Linked DNA regions of Zea mays: region 2 is linked to region 1. The links are chromatin contacts, called in public Hi-C maps. All regions are on one chromosome and are shown on one strand. Each heading gives the region's core, a stretch centred on a gene start, on an enhancer-like site or on the middle of the called end of the contact. The rest is flanking DNA. Distances are from core to core; before and after follow the strand shown. Region 1 holds the start of LOC100278452 (Protein indeterminate-domain 9). Region 2 holds the start of LOC100272242 (LIN1 protein).

The links. A called contact is a pair of places that touch in the nucleus more often than the background predicts.
Region 2: a Hi-C map of leaf shows a contact between it and region 1, with 3 times the contacts expected there. The contact joins the promoter of LOC100272242 here to the promoter of LOC100278452 in region 1. A contact is called at or near these places in 3 of 25 Hi-C or Micro-C datasets (all in leaf).

The regions. Positions count from the first base shown.
Region 1 is chr8:143,048,709-143,052,817 of Zm-B73-REFERENCE-NAM-5.0, reverse strand. LOC100278452 (Protein indeterminate-domain 9) reads right to left here and starts at 1,841. Exons shown (of 4, transcript NM_001361337.1): 1 at 882-1,841; 2 at 391-793. The coding sequence starts at 1,071.
Region 2 is chr8:143,208,529-143,212,059 of Zm-B73-REFERENCE-NAM-5.0, reverse strand. LOC100272242 (LIN1 protein) reads left to right here and starts at 1,407. Exons shown (of 3, transcript NM_001350728.1): 1 at 1,407-1,688; 2 at 2,731-2,830; 3 at 3,036-3,433. The coding sequence starts at 1,442. The coding sequence ends at 3,108.

The DNA.
Region 1 (4,109 bases), core at 592-3,091:
TCCATCCTATGATTGATTATCAAGCCTAGCCTGGCTGACATATCATTATTCCCTCTCCTCTAATCAGTGCCCTATCTATCACCACCCACATGCTAATCTAATCACCACACTTCCTCCCAACCAAAGAAAGCATCAAGAGCTAATCGAACCCCTTCCCTCGATCGACGATCTTCAAGTGTGAAAGAAGAGAGGATCAGGGTTGACCAGTGTGCACACCGGAGTCAGCTTCAGCTACGCGCTCACTGCAACTTTAACATGCATGCATCTGGAGCCGGCAGCAATTGCAGTCGCAAAATCGCAATGGAAGATGGACTAGCTAGCTAGAACGAGAGAAAGAGAGAGAGACGACGATGATCCTGAAGGAGATTGTGATCGGAGTTAAATATATACCTGGAGAAGATGGTGCCGCAGTCGCACTTGTACTCCCTGGTGCCGCAGATCTTGGAGTGCGCCTTCCAGTCGGAGTGGACGGCGTACTTCTTGGAGCACTTGTCGCACTTCCACTTCTTCTCGCCGTGCTTGCGGAAGAAGTGCTTCTTGATGCCGGTGAGGTCGCCCAGCGCGCGGGCGGGGTCGTGGTGCACGCACGACGCCTCGGGGCACACGTACACCTTCCTCCGCTGCGCCTCCTTGCCCGTGCCGCGCTGCTTCAGCTTCCACGGCAGGTTGTGGCCGCGCCGGTGCAGCTGCAGGTTCTGGTCCCGCTGGAACCCCTTCCCGCAGATCTCGCACACGAAACGGTTCGTCGCCATCAGCGTCGCCGGGGAGAGAGCCACGACCTCCGCCTCGGGGTCTGATGATGACGATCACCAAGATGACATGCCAACGCAAGCCTAATCGGGTCATATACAAGAGAGAAGACAAGATCGTCTACCACCTACCGGGGTTGCCTGGGAGGCTCCGTTTCCGCTTGTTGTTGCCGGAGGCCGCGGGCGCCGGCGGGGCAGCAGCAGCAGCAGCAGGCGCCGCGTTGGGGCCGCCGGACGTGGAGGAGGTGAGGTTGGACATGCTGCTCTCCCGATCTGCCGCTGCAGCTTCTGCCTGCAAGAGCTCCTGCTGATGGTGGAACATAGTAGCTAGGTGAGGAGGAGAACCCAAGGACGACGACGAATGGAGTCCAAGACTGCAAGGGCGGCTAGTAGCTTTCGCCTGATCTTGCACTTGTTGTGTGTGTCTATATCTATAAATCTATCTATATATACACACACTACTGGTACCTAGCTAGCTAGGGGAAGATAGCTAGCTGAAGGGAGGTGTGGCAGACAATAAATCGAGAGACGAACTCGTGAAGGATGAAGGAGGATGGGGCAAGCAGAAGCAGGCATCAGACAAGGGGGTATGTATGGGAGAGGGGGAGAGAGATGCTAAGGAGGTTGATGCATGAGAAGGCCTCCAAGCCGAAGCAGGGAGCAAGCAGGCAGGGAGGAACAGCAAGCAACACAATAATCAAGGAGGCGCAGGGGGGACAAAACGAGAGGGAAAGCAATTCCAGATTCTTTCTATCATACGACTCCTCCCCCTCTCTCTCTCCCTACTCTCCCCTGCCGGCTTCTTGGCTTTCTCTCTCCACTCTACTCTGTGGTGTGAACTGTGAAGACGTGCAGTCGATCGAGCAGCGCGCGGCAGCAGGTGAAGGCAACAGCTGCCTAGCTAGGAGTGTGTATCTAGAGCTGGCAGCAGCCATGCAGCGCGCAGGCACGGACGAAAGAGGCCGCAGCAGTCATGGCCGCCGAGGACCGGAGGAGGAGGACATGGGGAGAGAGCAGGAGGAGGGAAGAGGAACAGTGTCAGCGCCTCCCTAGCGGCAGAGAAGAGAAGCAAAGGGTAAGAAGGCCAGTGTCACCACTCACCACAACCGACCCGAGCTTTTATCTACTCGCTGCTGGCTTTTAGGGGAAGGGGAGAACGGAGAAGGCAAAAGAGAGAGCCAGGATCCCAACAAAGATGCAAAAGGCTGTGCATTCTTATTTCTTTGCCCTCTCAAAGAAACATGTTAAAAAAACATTTTTTTCCTTTTTGTCTGACATCCATTGTTTGAGCAATCATCAATTACTATATGCACTACGACACAGTTCATTCTTTTGAGAATACTACAGCCCAGTACAAATTGATTGAATCAACAGCAGCAGCCAGCAGGAGAAATGCCCAGGAACTGTGAGCGAGTACATAGATCAGAGTCAGAGACGAGGAGGAGCACACGACGGTCCTCTACAAGCAGAGAACGTATCTTGTGCGCAAGGAGCGTTGGTGCTCCCATGAGCAAAATCAATCCAGACCACACCCTCCACATCCAACGGTGCTGTGTCAGGGGGTTTTGTAAAATGTTCTTTGCAACTCTGTACATTTTACAAAAACCCCCCTGACGCAGCACCGTTGGATGTGGAGGGTGTGGTCTGGATTGATTCTGCTCATGGGAGCAGTAGGGCTCCTTGCTCATAAGATACGGTGTCCTACAAGCAAGCGCGTGTACTTGTCCACTTGCCACACAGCTCAGTAGATAGATCGATCACACACGCAGCACAAAGCACACCACACTCGCGTAGCTAGCATAGCAGCAGCAAATAGCAAACCCACGCTCGTGCCGACCTTTCTTGTCTTTTCCTTTGTCACCTTACAAATGCAGCAGATACTACCACTCTCTCTCCCTCCACCCACTCTCTGATCAACCCCTTTTCTTTATATATATATATATACCCTCTACTGCATCACCTACCCGGTTGGTACACCATAGATATACATCGATCTCCTCTCTCATTCTAGAGATAAAAACACATATTTCGTTACTGTCATGGTTAATGTTAGTTTGAAAGATATATTCCAGGATTGCATACTTATATATAATACTTCCTCCGACTTCCGAAATATTTATCGTCCACTAGTTAATTTTTAACTAAAACGTGAGGGGTATAAAGTATGCATAATGATAATGATGTAGTCCCACTACATTTGATGTGGTACATGTTCAATAGTAAATGCACGTCACTATGCAGTAGTGCAGTATGTGACAGAAACTGTAGACAAATCGAGTTTTTATGTAATGGCTGTATATTTAAACTACCAAAAGTCATAAAAAATCTCGAACAATTTATTAATATATTCAATTTTAAGTTCTAATCTATATTATGTTAAGATATACAAAAAGAAGAAAAATATATCATTTCTAGACCGTCCATATCAGATATAATTTTTAACTTTATAGGGACACCAAGTCCCGCAATGACCTCCACACAAAGAACAGAGTCTCTTGCTTTGCTTTACAACAATGAGAATGGGGGAGGAAGTGAGAACAAAACTCAAATCAAGATCACAAAAACTTGCAACACTCGAATGCACTAGCCGCTAAGTCTCTCAAATCGATTGAATGCAGCGTGTGAATGGATTTGAATGTGTGGGAAGTGTTGCACCTGATGTATAGTAGGTTGGAGTAGTGCTTGTGTCTACAATGTGCTGGTTGGGGGTATTTATAACCCCCAACCACCCAAAAGATTTGTTGGAGTAAATGGTTGAAAAGTGCTCTGCAGGATGGTGCACCAGACCCCCTATAGTGGTGGTCTGGTGCACCACCCGACCTTGTCAGAATGTGTCTGTAGGTAGCCGACCATTGGCGATGTCAAATGGTCCAATGTGCCACCGGTGCGCCAACCTCCGAAGTGCATTTTTACATGCTCCCTACATACTCGGTCCGGGTAGCCACCGGACCGGTCCGGTGCTCTAGCTGAGAAAAGCCAATCTGAAACCCCTTTGCGCACTCGTTCCGGTGCAACACCGGACTGGTCTGGTGTGCCTCTTTACAGACCAATTTTGGTAGACTTTGACATATCTTCTTCAATCAATTTTGGTGTTCCTATGGCTTCGACAAACATATCTAGTGACTTTTCAACTAGTCTAAGTCATGGAATTCGGCTATTTCATTATTTCTAACTTATATTCCTGATTTTGCTAGCTCCAAAAGTGTGTTTCGTTGAAACTGACCAATCCAACCTCTTTATATGAGTCAATTAAGTTCCTAGGGGTGTATACAACTTATACAAAGTATAGAACTAGGCAAAGTTCTTCTATTCCAAGTTTTACCCCTTTTGGTTGATTTTGGGTTGTTTCTGACATAAAAT
Region 2 (3,531 bases), core at 158-2,657, 160 kb before region 1:
TAGGCACTTGTGTTGGGCACTAAACCACCAAAATACTTAGAAATGGCCCAAGGGCACATTTCCCTTTCACTAAGCTGGTGCACGTAGGGATGGCAATGGGTCGGATTCGGGTTGGGTGGCACAAAAATCCACCTGCGATCACACACGTGAAGTCTACTTAAACCCGCCCATTATTGCACCCACGGGTGTAATTCCAAACCCGCACACGAACTCGTCGGGTTTCGGGTCACCCGCGAGTTTTACTCATTGTACACGTTTAAACAATAATTCAACTATAACAATTAAGTACCAACAACATTTGAGTTATGTCTATGGATTTCAAACCTTCTCATGTTGAGCAGCAACACAATATTTATGAACCATTAGACATATTATTTATTCAAAATAATTATTATTGTATCTTAAACATTTTGCGCAAAATAAAGAATGGACCAATTTTTGGGTCGAGTATGGGTCACCCAATGGTTGAAATAGAAACTCACACCCACACTCGCGAAACTTCGAATCGGTTGCGGGTTGCAATCGTGGGTCAAAATCTCTACCCATGCCTGCACCCATCGGGTCGGGTACCCACCGGGTTTCGGGTTTGCGGATTAAATTGCCATCCCTAGGTGCACGTCGAGGGGTGTTTTAAAAAATTATCATAAGAATTTACATGGCAAATGGTTAGTTTGCACTTGATAGGTTCCCAAAGGGTAATCAATCTTCAAATGAACAAACATATAATTATCAGATATAGGAGTGTACCGTACTACCGTATCAAAGGAGCTTCAGCACCTTGCTTCTTGGATGAATGTTTGATCCATTCCATACGATCCAAGCAAAATGGTTGCGGTTGTGGAATACTCCCTCCAGTTTTCTATTAGTTGTCGTTTAGGACAACACGATCTTTAAAATAGTAAAATATAACTTTGACTAATGATTTTTTGTTAAAATATAAATAAACTCTTAATATATTTATACTTTTATAAAATTATTTTTAAGACAAATCCGTGCATATAAATATTAGGTTTCAAAACTAAATAATAAAATAGTTATTTTAGTTAAAAATTTATAAGTTTGACTCAAACCTTATCGAAAACGATAACTAATAGTACACCGGAGTGAGTACGCTATGTCTGCCCAGCCCACGTTGGCCTTTGAGGCTTTGACGCTGTCCACGATACAGTCAGCAGCACGCCAGCTAGTACTGGCAGCAGGCAATATGCTCAGCGCCTCAGTCGCTCTTTCAACGAAACGCCACAAAGCAAACAAATCCGATCAACCCAGAATTCTTGAAACGGGCCTTTTGAACATCGTCATTCGGCCCATTGGAGGCACACAGAGTTCAGCATAGCTCGCCAGCCCAAGTGCGGTGAGGGAATAGTTTCTCCACCAAAAAAAAGTGCGGCAACGTAGCAGAGGAGGAGCAGGGGGAGGAGGAGGCTAGGGTTGCTCGGCGATGGCGTCGGCGGCGAAGACCCTTGCACGGGTTGGATCATCCCTCTTCGGCCGCATTCTCGCGTCTCCGTCCTCGTCCATACCCCGCGCCGGGCTGCCGCTAGCCAGGCTGCAGCCACACGTCCCGCCGCCGGCACCGGCGGGGGTGGACGCTTACGAGGCGGAGACCATCGCCAGGCTGAGCTCGCTCCCCGGCGAGATATCCTTCCCCTGCGGACTTCCCTCGCTCCGCTTCTTCATCGACGACGGTACAGCTTCTCTCACACACACGCACTCATGAATGGATTGGGCCGTGATTGAGTATTGAAGTTGGGCTCGGATCGCTAGTCACTGCCAGTTTCAGAAATGGGGAATAGGGGGACTGGGATCAATGTTTTTCATAAACCGTTCGTTGAATATAGAGATTGTAGTGTCGTTGAATATAGAAATTGCAGTGTGTGACTACTCGAAACTCGCATGATTTCTGTTGTAATGCGCATTTTCTGTGATTTGCAGTTATACCATTTCACTATTAAGCTTTGCTTTTTGCGGACTTGGGAAGAATTGCCAAGATTTCATACAGTTACCTTATTTGGGGGCATTGTTTTCTGAAAAGTCATGGTTGCCTTCATCAATGCTGATGTGTTACTTTTATCTGGCTTGTGTTGAAAGTTACTAAGTGATTGATCAACCTTGAGAAGTCACGTTTCTAGTGTTATTGATGCTCTTACGCATAGAAGAACACGTTGCTTGCAATACAGTACTCAGTATTTAAAGTTCCTTGATGCCTTTTTGTTCCTTAAATAGTAGGTGGCAGAACCTAAAGATTGATACACTGCATAAATTGTTTGTGGATCATTTGACAGCCTAAAACTGAGATTGTGTGGAGCTTAGGAAATTCTGCTATGATTTATGTTGAAATTAAGTCTGGTAGAAAGTGCAGTAGAAATACTCAATTACCCAAGTCTCCTTTTGCTAAGACTGTTTATTTGCATAGTGCCAAATGGTGGCCATTTCTTGTTCCAGCTGCTGCTGATTGTCCTAAAATTGGTTAGAAAGTGTATGACAAATACTCAAGTACATGCAGTTCGTCCTGCTGTTCCTGGATTGTTTCCTTGCATGGTCCCAAACAGTGACTGTTCCTTGCTACTTCTGTTGCTGGAAATGTTGCCGTAGTTATATTTGGTGAATACTAGAGTCTTGATTATGATATGTAGGCTTTGGATTATGACCTGGCAGCTAGGATCAACTTTTATTTTTGTTAGTTTGATGTCTTTTTCTAATCCGTTGCTTCTGTTCTGCTATTTGTAGTCGAGGATCCTGTTCCTAATGACCCCTTTCAGTTGCTCCCGAAAAGAACTTACCAGCCCAGTACAATCAAGCGGAAAAGAACCCATGGATTTCTTACACGGTCTGTCTCTCTAGCTTTTCCCTGGCCATTATTTTGCTTCCCTCGTCCTTCATTGAAAAAGGAAGATGGGTTTCAAGTTGGTATTATCAAATTCTGTTTCCGTTCATGTTTGCCTTTGGCACCTCATCATTTAGATTAGGAAGGTAGTTTATCTGGCATGATTGTGGTTCAGTGCCCTCATGTCCTTGTTACATTGGTTCTGCAGTAAATCGACCAAGGGTGGGCGCAAGGTGATTGCCCGGAGAATCGCCAAAGGCAGGCACAGAATCTCAGTTTAGCTAGATCTCGCTCGTAGCAGCCCTGGATGTTTTCTGTAACACAGATTCGTATCGTGTTCTTTCTATGGTTAGCACTCTGCTGAAGGTGAGCCCCCGCGCAAGCAGCAGTCCATGTATGGATTTTTATTGTGAAACTTTTTTTTGGGTGGTTTCAGTCCTGGCCATCCGTAGGATATGCCTTCTTCCATTTTATTTTGCCTTTGCTCTCCCTGGTCGGTGCGGTGCAGCCGTACGCATCAGTGGCGGATGCAGAACAAAATTCTAGGTGGGGCCGATAGTGCAAGAGACAAATCACCAGACTAGACCATAAATATAGATTAATGATAATAATATGAATGTTAAATGATAATATCTAGTGTTTTCAAAATGATATGAATACCAAAAAAACCTTTTTGGCTACCAAAAGGAGAGCTAGAGAGAGAA